Regions from separate parts of the Triticum aestivum genome. Here region 1 is linked to region 2. The links are chromatin contacts, called in public Hi-C maps. All regions are on one chromosome and are shown on one strand. The core of a region is the stretch at or near the end of the contact, and the rest is flanking DNA. Distances in the headings are between cores, read along the strand shown. Region 1 has its middle 150 kb from the start of LOC123105126. Region 2 holds the start of LOC123105124 (casein kinase II subunit alpha-2).

What was found. Hi-C and Micro-C count contacts between places; a contact is called where the count stands out from the background.
Region 1: a contact with region 2 is called in a Hi-C map of leaf, with 5 times the contacts expected there. The contact joins the enhancer-like site here to the promoter of LOC123105124 in region 2. A contact is called at or near these places in 4 of 5 Hi-C or Micro-C datasets (leaf and an unstated tissue).

Annotation. Positions count from the first base shown.
Region 1 is chr5A:595,758,105-595,763,636 of IWGSC CS RefSeq v2.1, forward strand. No RefSeq gene overlaps it. Among protein-coding and RNA genes, the nearest start is that of LOC123105126, 150 kb to the right of the region's middle. Within about 2 kb of position 3,992, at least 1 of the 8 cell types and tissues checked has an H3K27ac peak or open chromatin away from gene starts, as enhancers often do.
Region 2 is chr5A:595,295,134-595,300,726 of IWGSC CS RefSeq v2.1, forward strand. LOC123105124 (casein kinase II subunit alpha-2) reads left to right here and starts at 1,586. Exons shown (of 10, transcript XM_044527123.1): 1 at 1,586-1,961; 2 at 2,078-2,207; 3 at 3,410-3,604; 4 at 4,192-4,349; 5 at 4,896-4,986; 6 at 5,061-5,126. The coding sequence starts at 1,639. It overlaps LOC123105123, which reads right to left and starts at 1,524. Exons shown (of 7, transcript XM_044527121.1): 1 at 1,271-1,524; 2 at 252-364; 3 at 1-154. The coding sequence starts at 341.

The sequences.
Region 1 (5,532 bases), core at 2,742-5,241, 470 kb after region 2:
AAGACAATGTGTTTGGCGAGGGGATTTCTTACTTGTTTGGCGGCGTGGTTACTGCTCAGGCCCGCATCCTCGGTAATATTCGGACATTCCACTTGGGGTCCGAAGAATGACTTGTACATCTCCTCGTGCGTCAGGCCGAGGAAACTTTGAATGGCACGTGGCCCCTCTGGGTTGAACTCCCACAAACGCAGGGGCCGGCGTTTGCAAGGCTGGACTTGGCGAACCAGCATAACTTGTATTACCACAACCAAATTGAAATCTCCCTCGAAGAGATCTCGGATGCAGCTTTGCAGTATAGGCACGTCCTTGGCTGGACCCCAGCTCAGACCCCTGCTAATCCATGACATCAGTTGTGGTGGGGGGCCCGAGCGGAAAGTGGGGGCAGCCGCCCACTTGGTACTTCTGGGAGCTGTGACGTAAAACCACTCCCGTTGCCATAATTCGGGCACCTCTGGAAAGGAACCTCTCAGCCATGGAGCTCCTGCCATCTTGCCTATTGATGCACCTCCGCACGCTGCTTGTTGCCCCTCGATCATCTTCGGCCTTACTTCAAAAGTCTTGAGCCACAGGCCAAAGTGAGGGGTAACGCGGAGAAAGGCCTCACACATGACAATAAATGTCGTGATGTGGAGAAAAGAGTCCGGGGCTAGATCGTGGAAATCTAACCTGTAATAGAACATCAAGCCCCTGACGAAAGGATCCAGAGTGAGGCCTAGACCTCAGAGGAAGTGGGAGATGAACACAACATTCTCGTTGGGTTCGGGAGTAGGGACGACCTACCCTCTAGCAGGCAGCCGATGCGAACCCTCGGCGGTCAGATATCTGGCCTCCCTCAACTTCTTAATGTCCTCTTCCGTAACGGAAGAGGGCGTCCATCGGCCTTGAAGGCTGGATCCGGACATGGTTGAAGGTCCGGAGCACCTAACCTGAGCTTTGGGTGTTAGAACTCGAGGCGGGGGAAGGGTTTAGTTGAACACGGGAGGAAAAAAGCGAAAACCTTGTCCCCTTATAAGGAGGGTGAATATCAAGCGTCCTCTCCGTAGCCGTTTAGGACTTACCTATAATCTAGGAGTCCTAGACGTGGTTGGGTTACCCATGAACTGCATTAATGAGAATCCCGTAATTAGGGGAACACGATCTTCGCTTCGGCAAGACGTGTCAAGAAACCGCCTCGCATTATGTGTGGAGCGGGTTAAGAGAAACGGTTCGAATAACCGCCGGGCCATGACATGACGTCATGTTACCAAAACAAGCTAGCGGATTAGATCTGCGGAGACATTATTCTCTCTACGGTGAGATGTGGAACTTATTTTGCGGGGTCGGACATTATCCTCGTATTCAAATTCTTCGGTGATGTATTCGGAGAAGGAACCCGCCTTGCAATGCCGAAGACAACTGCGCGCTGGACTCATCGTCATTGAAGCCTGGTTCAGGGGCTACTGTGGGAGTCCTAGATTAGGGGTCTCCGGACAGCCGGACTATATCCATTGGCCGGACTGTTAGACTATGAAGATACAAGATTGAAGACTTCGTCTCATGTCCGGATGGGACTCTACTTGGCGTGGAAGGCAAGCTAGGCAATACGTATATGGATATCTCCTCCTTTGTAACCGACCTTGTGTAACCCTAACCCTCTCCGGTGTCTATATAAACTGAAGGGTTTTAGTCCGTAGGACAACAATCACAACATACAATCATACCATAGGCTAGCTTCTAGGGTTTAGCCTCTCTGATCTCGTGGAAGATCTACTCTTGTAACACCCATATCATCAATATCAATCAAGAAGGACGTAGGGTTTTACCTCCATCAAGAGGGCCCGAACCTGGGTAAAACTTTGTGTCCCTTGTCTCCTTGCTATGCTTAATGCTTGTCATTATGGCCCGAGTGCCATGATTTTATATTTGAACATATTATGCTTTAATGAATATATTTTTGTTCTTGATCTTACCTTCAAGTTGTATGCACCTGCTATCGTTCTGGACCTTAGATCCCCAAGGTGACCTTGAATTGGGATATTGACGGGGATGACTTTCACTTGAGGAGTTCATGTATTCACTATGTGCTAATGTTTTGTTCCGGTTCTCTATTAAAAGGAGCGTCTTAATTACTTTTAGTTTCCATTAGGACTCCGCTCCCACGAGAGGGTAAGACAAAAGATGTTATGCAAGTTCTTATCGTAAGCACATATGACTACACACACACACACACACACACACACACACACACACACACACACACACACACACACATATATATATATATATATATCGCGCTATTCGTCACCCTAGGTGGGGAATAGTTATTCTTCACCCCCCTCTATTTTACCATCAATACACCGTAATTTTACGTTCCGTAAGTTTTGTCTTATTTCCGACGCAAAAAGAGACAGTAAGAAAATATATAATCGCCGTAAAAAATATTTTATGTTATGTAAAATTACAAATGTAAAAACATAGTGTAAAATACACATAAACTGTAAATTTTCTTGTCTTATGACCTATATTTTTATTTTCTTATGTCAAATTTTATGTAGTGAATCAATAGGAATGTAACTATTTGAATTCCAAACGTAATTTAATTATGACATGATCGTAACACTATATATATGATTAATGAATTGGAACTATTGTGTATCATTTTAGGTTGTGACAGATACATATTGAATCTCATCTGAATATCCATCGCTACTCCATGCCTACGTTTCAATACTATTGCCTTTGCTCAAGTTACTACTACTCTGATGGTTACAAAGTTGCTAGTACTGTTGCTGTTACTTTGCTATCACTGCTATCATATTACTATGCTACAAATAAATTGTTGCAGCGAAATGATTTCTTAGGTGTGGGACAAAATTGAGCAGAACTATGGAAGGAGGAACATGAAAATAGTAAATTTCATCTTAAAATAGCCTTGTGTAAAATAGCAAGGCTAGCATGGATGTCAGTGTTAGAACTATTGGGACACAATGAAGTTTTATAAAGTGTTGCAAGACATTCATCTCTTCAGTATACCAACACCTCCATGTATTGAAAAATTGTTCATGAATTAGAAAATGTTACAAATTTGAAAAATGTTCATGAATTAGGAAAAATATTCGCAAATAAAAAAGAATTCAGATTTCAAAAAATGTTCACGGACTCCAAAAATGTGCAGTAACACAAAAAATCTCAAAGTTTATAAATCTTCCTGTATTTTTTGTGCATTTTTTAAAAATTATCATAAAATAAAAATATTATAGTATGTGAAAAAATCAAAGTATATAATAATGTTTCTGAATTTGAAAAAACGTTCAGAAAATGTAAAAATTTCCAGATTTCAAGAAATGTTTGCAAATTCGAAAAAATTTAGTAATTTTAAATAATTGTTGCAAATTTCCAAAACTTTTGAGAATTAAAAATTAAAATTCAAAAAATACGCTTACATTTAAATATGAAAAATACTTAAAATAAAACAAATTTAAAAAAATGGCATAAAAGAAATTCAAAAAAACTGTTCAGGGAAGGTTCTAGAACCTTCACAAATTTTGTTGGATACCTACGGGCATCTCTAACACTAACTCCTAAAACAGACACACTATTTGTCCATGAACTGGTCTAGATTTGTCCGCAAACACTAATACGGGAGCCGGCTATCCAACCATATCCCTAAATGTTCATATATGCGTGTGCATATCGTGGTTGATGAGAGAGAGAGGCGATGTCCGGCTGTTCGACGTGGTGGCTTTTGGCTGGCTAGGTTACCGGAATTAGAATATCGGGACCAGTCTGCAAACGTTTGAGGCATATCCTTTGATGACAAAAACGTGCCAACTATCGAAAAAGACATATAGGGGTGATTTGAGGGTCTGCGTCGCAAATGCCCTAAATAGGAGAACCCAAAAGCCGCGAAAATAAATGACCTAGGGTGCATGTTTTCAGCTATTCTCGATGTTACGCGCATAATAGGAACCACCGCTCGCACGTGCCCACTTACGGACTCAACATCGCTATTTATCGCCTAATGCGAGGCAGAGCTCCGGCTTGCCTCCGACAAAATCCTACTGGGTCGGCCAATGCTGTAGATGCCGACGCAAGTTTTTCTTTCTGTGTAGTTTCTTATCAAATTTTCATTGTTTGCACCGATTTTCTTCGGGTTTGTTTGATTTTTTTTGAACACTTGTCTACATTTTACGTACACATTGTTCATTTTTTTACATCAAGAACATTTTTTAAATACATGTTTAACATTTTTCCAACTAGATTTTTTATCTACATTTCACATGTCTGGAATAAAAATAACATTTATACATGTTTAACACTTTTAAATACATGTTCAACCGATTCTAAATATATGCTTCTGAACATTTTTTGAATGCATGTTATAAAAATTTAAAATACATGTTGAATTTTTTATTTGAATGATATAGATCATTTTTTTAACTATGCAAATTTTTTGTACGTTGTTAAAGGCTTTTCTTAAAAAAGGGAAGAAACATATTTTCAACATGTCAACATTATTTTATGAATGGTGTGAAACAAATTTTTGGGCACATGAACAAATTTTATTTTTTAATATTCTTAAGAACTTAAGGTACATTATTCTGGAGCACGTGGATATTTTAAACAACCACAAACAAAAATTTCACACTCTTGCGAGTTTTAAAAATATGTCATGAACAATTATAAAAATAAAGTAAAATAATTTTGAGAAATTTGTATAATTAATGCTTTCCAAATCTATCTAGATGTATATCTATCCATCTCCACCTAATAACAAAGCAAATAGTGCTTCTGGTGGTGCGTCATAAGATTTGCCCCAAATGCCACCGGTAAGACGGAAAATGATCCGTTTTTTCTTTTACAATTCGGTACATCGGACTTGGTTTATAAGTAGGCAGCACAAGAATGTACAACTATCAGGCAAGCAGGGCAATGGCTGGAGCTCCACTATTCCACCTAATAGTTCTAAGTTCGATTCTAGGTGAGTGCAATTTTCTTTCATTTTGGTTTACTTTTTCTTTTATCATGCATATCTTCTTAAAATATTCATATATTTTGAATCCTAACTCGAAATCTTACATGTTATATATAAAAATTACTCAGGAAAATGTGTAGATTTCAGATATGATATCATCTTGCATGTTAATCATCTAAAATTAGATTTACGATGTAATCTTAATTAATATCCAATGCTATCTATAAGTGCTTCTGCGCCTAGGCAGGCCCATGTAGCAGGGACCTCCGATACTACGCTCTGTGCAGGGAGACGACACGACGTGCCCATATGGGCCAGCCCATGTCCGGGCGGCCTGTTTTCTAAATTTCGTTTTTTTCCTTTTATTTCATTTTCGTTTTCATTTTTTCTATTTGAAATAATTTTCGACTTCAATAAAGTTTCAACAAGGAAAAATAAACAATTTTAAAATAAAATTCATAATAAATCATAAAATGTTTGTGTACTCGAAAAGTATTCGTGATTTTATAAAAATGTTTTAAATTCTGAAAACAAATGTTGGGGAAATCAAAAAATATTCATGGTTTTTTAAAAAGTTT
Region 2 (5,593 bases), core at 336-2,835:
AAGCATTTAACAAAGCATGGTCCAACTGAACCCTCTTCAAGAAACACAGGTGGTAAAATCCAGCTCGCTGCAATATTGCAAGCATTCCCTCATGCTTCACTTCCCATTGGTTAAGTCTTGTGCCATGTTCGATAAACCTAATAGGTTTGTACACCTGCATTTTTAGCCCAAGTGAGCAACAGCAGAAGAGGGTCAATACCTTACTGGAGTATCTTTACAGAAAAACGTAAGGAAAACCTCTAAACTGTTACCTTCCCAACAGATATAGCTTCAGATTTATGAAGCTCCTGCTCTACAAGAACAGATTTATCAACAGGACCAGGATCCAGGTTCTGCTCCATTTACAGCCAGCAGAGAATAGTAGCTGCTGTAATATGCCTAACAAAGAAGGACGGTAATGAGTAATGACCAACACAAGACAGCATATCAGTTCATAAACTGATAAATGCAGTATAGTTTTTTTTGCTAAAATTCCCCTTTTTACCTTCTAAAATGACATGAGTGGCAGTGAATATTCTTCCAGGTTTTATAACCTAAATACCAAAATACACACTCTGGAACCATTTGATTATTATGTTTAGTACTGATTTTACTTCCAGTTCTAGTCCTTTCTTCTCCGTAAAGTTTCAGAAAATTATCCATCATACTAGATTTTTTAATTAAATATTTTTGAATTCCAAAATTGATTTTGAATCAATTTACTTTTATCTTATGCCTCCAATGTGGTCGGACCCTGCGCAAGCGGGAGCTACATGCACCGGGCTGCCCTTTTTTTTTATGCCTCAAATGTGTCACCCCAGACAACAGCCACGGGAGTGGACCAGTTTTGTTGGAGGCGGGGGTAAAAGAAAATGCAATTCACTCATAGGTAGTCAGGTACACATTTTCTCAAAAAAAAAAAAGGTAGCGAGGTACAATATTACCAGGCACTCCATAGGCAAGAAATGCAAGAGTGACAACATTCGTATGCTGAGTAGATGCTAGGCCAGGTTAGGGGAACACAGATCACCGTGCATCTGAAACACATGCTTAACCATCAAGCTCCGGTGACAAGAACTTTAACGGCCGTGCCAAAGTTCCAAGGATTTCTGAGCACTGGTAGAATCTACACTCTGCATCTCAAGTATACTACACCATCTCAAAAGCTTCCTGGTTTTTGCCCCAGCCTCACAGAAATGGCCGAGACGCACACGGAAATGCAGCAATGCATTGCGCACAGCGTACACAGCTGCATTGCAAGAAAATGGGGGCATTAGAGCTAGGGTTTGACCTGCGCTCGGGAGGCGTTGCGCCGCCGAGGTTCCCGCTAAGCTCCCCAGCCGGCGTCCATGGCAGCTTGCGCGCGCTCGCCAGCGTAAGTCGTAGGGGAGGCGAAGCCGGCGGCGTGTAGCGGGTTGGGGGCGTAGCCGGCGGCGTGTTGCCCTCCGGCTCCGGCTCCGGCTCCGGGTAAGGTCGTAAGACTGCCTCGGGCTGGACCGAGAGGCCCACTAACGTACGCAGGCCTCGCGGGCTGGGCTTTCATGGGCTCCCCCGTCCCTGTCCCGTGCCGTGCGGCGCGCTGCTCTCTCACGCTCCGCGTCCGCGGCAGGGTGAGGCGTGAGCAGTCCACATCCTGTCGCGCCGTCAAGTAACTGCTACATGGCCTGGTGCGCCCTGCGCAGCCGCCTCCACCCGCTCTCCCCCTCCTCCGCCGCCGCCGCCGCCGCGACGCCCCACCGGCTCCTGCTCTGCCTCCTCTCCACCGCGGCCCCGCGGCACTCCCACGGCCACCACCACCGCCGCCGCCACTCGCCCACCGCCTACGCCGCGGCCGCCGCCGAGTCGCCGCGCCCCATGCCGCCCATCGGCCGCGCCACGCGCCACCCCGCGGGGGCCACCCCCATCGCGCGCGTCTACGCCGACGCCAACTCCCAGCGGCCCAAGGAGTACTGGGACTACGAGGCGCTCGACATCGAGTGGGGGTAAGGAGGCGCGGGAGCCCGTGCGTGACACTCCAGATTTGCTGTTGGCTAGGGTTCGCGCTCTGACGCTGGCTGCCCCTCTGCGGGCGTGCTTTGCTTGCTTGCGTTGCGTGCAGGGAGCAGGATGGGTACGAGGTGCTGCGGAAGGTGGGCAAGGGCAAGTACAGCGAGGTGTTCGAGGGATTACGGACCAGGAGCGAAGAGAGGTGCGTCATCAAGATCCTCAAGCCCGTGAGGAAGAAGAAGGTATGCCTTCATCTTCATGTCTGCAATGCTGCTGTGTCTGTTGTGTTTCTATTGATAGGTTATTGGATGCTAAATCCGAAGAAGGCCAGAGCGCTACAATCTTTTGTTGGATAGTGCAAACTTAACTTCGTACAAATTGTTTTAGGAGTACATCTTAGCATTGGTCGATGTGATTTGGTAATGATTCAGGAGGTTGTGGAACTATTATGTTATCGTGTGTGTTAGAACAATTTCACATGAAGCAGATATTTGGTTTGGATTTTATCCATGCGAAAACAACAGATGCGATTGAAACGGTGAGAAATTAGAGATGTCAAGTTCTGAGAGCCCCCATGCACCATTTCCCCCATCAGCCTTTAATGGCGTGCCACAGTAGCAAACCTCCTATTCTCCCCTTCCCTCCACTTCCCAATCTCACATCTGGTTTTGGTGAAGGGCTCCTTGTAGGTGAGGGCCCTCTACCCCATCCCCCCTCCCTCCTTCTTACGTGTTCATGGGCCAATGAGCTATTGTGTGCATAGGCTGGATGGGGATGCGTCAACAACCACTGCGTCCGGCGTGAGTCAGCAAGCTAAGTCTGGGGGTTCTCATTGGTCACTGGTGAGCAGCATCAGAAGACAAGAAAATTGAAATTAAAATTTTAACTGCGAACAAAAGAGTTGTCCTGTAGTAGATCGCTGTTTGCATGTGTCATCTCTATTTCCTTCTTTCATTGTTAAGCCACCTTGGAACCATGTCCTCAGAACTTCTCAGGGTCATCCTTGCAACTGTCCTTGACTCTGTTCTAGGCCTTCGTAAAAGTTTTTGATTACTGTTCAATTTTTAATTTCAGATGCTGTGTTAACCCTAGCAATTGGGTATCGAAGAAAAAAAATTGAATCTGGTTTCGCTCTATTGCCCATCTAATTGCATATTGAATGATCATGCTCTGATCCTTATTCCCATATAGAAGTTTCTTCCCTTGTATCTAACTTGGGAAATAGTGATTACCAATTGCTTGGTTGTTTCTAGGCATACAATCTTATGAGCTAAGAATGTGTTAGCATATGCCCCACTTTAGGACCAAATACAGTTCAATGATGCACCTGTGCTGATGTGTTTGGTTATCTATTTGCTTCATTGCAAAGTACTGTCATTGCATCTTGTAATGTACCTGGTGTGTCTTACTACCAAGCCTTATTGAATTTTGTATGATGATGCAGATAAAGAGGGAAATAAAGATACTTCAGAACTTATATGGCGGACCTAACATTATAAAGCTACTCGATGTTGTCAGAGATGATGATTCAAAGACACCCAGTCTGATCTTTGAATATGTCAACAATACTGACTTCAGAGTGCTCTACCCCACACTGTCGGATTACGATATCAGATACTATATATTTGAATTATTAAAGGCAAGAATCTGAACTGGGAAAGTATTGACGTGGATAATATTCATATGTTCTTCTCTATATTGATTTTTCTTGGTGCATTTCTGTTTTCTTATTTAAAAAATATTTATATTGCATAATCGGCAAACTGTAGAGTATTGTGGCTTGTTTCATTCTAATCATGTTTTCCCAATACATGAATTCTTTTTATCTGTAGTGTGATTTCATAATTGCTGCCTTCCTCCCCTTGTTCTGTAGCTGTATTTTGAAAAATACTGGTACTTATGTGGACCAAGAGTGACATCTCTTTCTACAAACTACACTGTTTGAGAGTTAATAGCATACTTAGCTTCTTTCCTTTGATTTTGTTTGGGTTGGTAGAATCTCATGGGTGGACAAAGTTGAATTACGTCAATGTGTACTTCTACACTTGACCTACAATATTACTACCTATTTTGCAATATTCAAACACATCAGTATGTCACTGGCACAGTTTTGCGAAGCAATTCTGTTGCTGAAGTTTGCACTATTTCAGTGGCCAACACTGGATGCAACATACTGAACAAGCATTTAATTTGATGGTCTTTAACCTTTTCCAGGTGTTTGTGTAGGCACTAGATTTTTCTCACTCACGGGGTATCATGCATCGAGATGTCAAGCCCCACAATATCATGATTGATCATGAGAAACGCCAGCTTCGTCTTATTGATTGGGGTCTCGCTGAGTTCTATCACCCCAGGATGGAATATAATGTTAGAGTTGCTTCAAGGTTAGTCCCACAGGCTCTGAAAATTGGATGCCATTAGACTTATTCAGCTTGCTAGTAACGGTATTTTAATTTTTGTAAGTACACTTATGCATGTAAAATTTTAACATTGCATTCACTTGTGGACCTCCTATGGTCCTCTGTTGTGTATGACTTCAGCAGATTTATGAAGCGGGACTGAATTCTAGAGCTCCTTTATGTTGGACCTGCTTGACTTTGCCCATAGCAATTTTAAATTCACCTACCTGACTTATTGGAAAGAGTCGTGTACGGACCCACAGTAGGTTATGTCATTAGAGTATCATCCACATATATAAAGATCAATATAACTGTCTCCAATGTTTCTATTAGTGCCTAGTTGCAACTGCTGGTTGATATTCTCTATTACTCCCTCCGCCCGGAAATACTTTTCAGAGAAATGAATGTGTCTAGACGTATTTTAGTTCTTGATACATCCATTTTTATCCATTTCTCCTACAAGTATTTTCGGACGAGGGAGTATTTTTCTTCTGTTTATCTGTGGCTTACTGCATCCTGTGCTGTTGACAGATGCTATAAGGGCCCTGAATTACTTGTGGATTTGCTCGATTATGACTACTCGTTAGATTTGTGGAGCCTTGGTTGCATGTTTGCTGCAATGGTAAGGAGCAAGTCTATGATCAGGCAATCATCTCCATTAACTTCTAATGATACACATTCTGATTTTCTTAACAGATATTCCGCGTGGACCCTTTCTTTCATGGTCAGGATAACTACCAACAATTAGTCAAAATAACCAAGGTATGTTTACAGGTTCTTAAAGCGTCCGACTTCTGTTCTAGTATTTCTCACTGGCATTTTACTCTTACGCTATATATGAAATGACATATTTAATCACGAGCTGTTTGAACTGTAAATTGATTAAATACTAGCAGAGTACCCGTGCATTGCTGCTGCGGACCTTTAATGAACAAACTATGGACACCCACTTTTATTTTGCACTTCCCTCTGACTCGACATCCACTATATTATACACAATTACATACATTCTAACACGGCATGTGTTGCTATGAATCTTAAATAGTCATATCCTGATCGCTAGAGGTAAGTCGCTGTGTTGTTATGGATCTTATATAGGCATACCACAATTGCTAGAACACAAATTATCATCCTTTTCCATTTCCTTTCCCTATGTATGTTCTGCCTCTAGCTCTTCCACGGGTTTGTTATGGCTCCTAATTCCTAAATATTCATACAACAATCGCAAG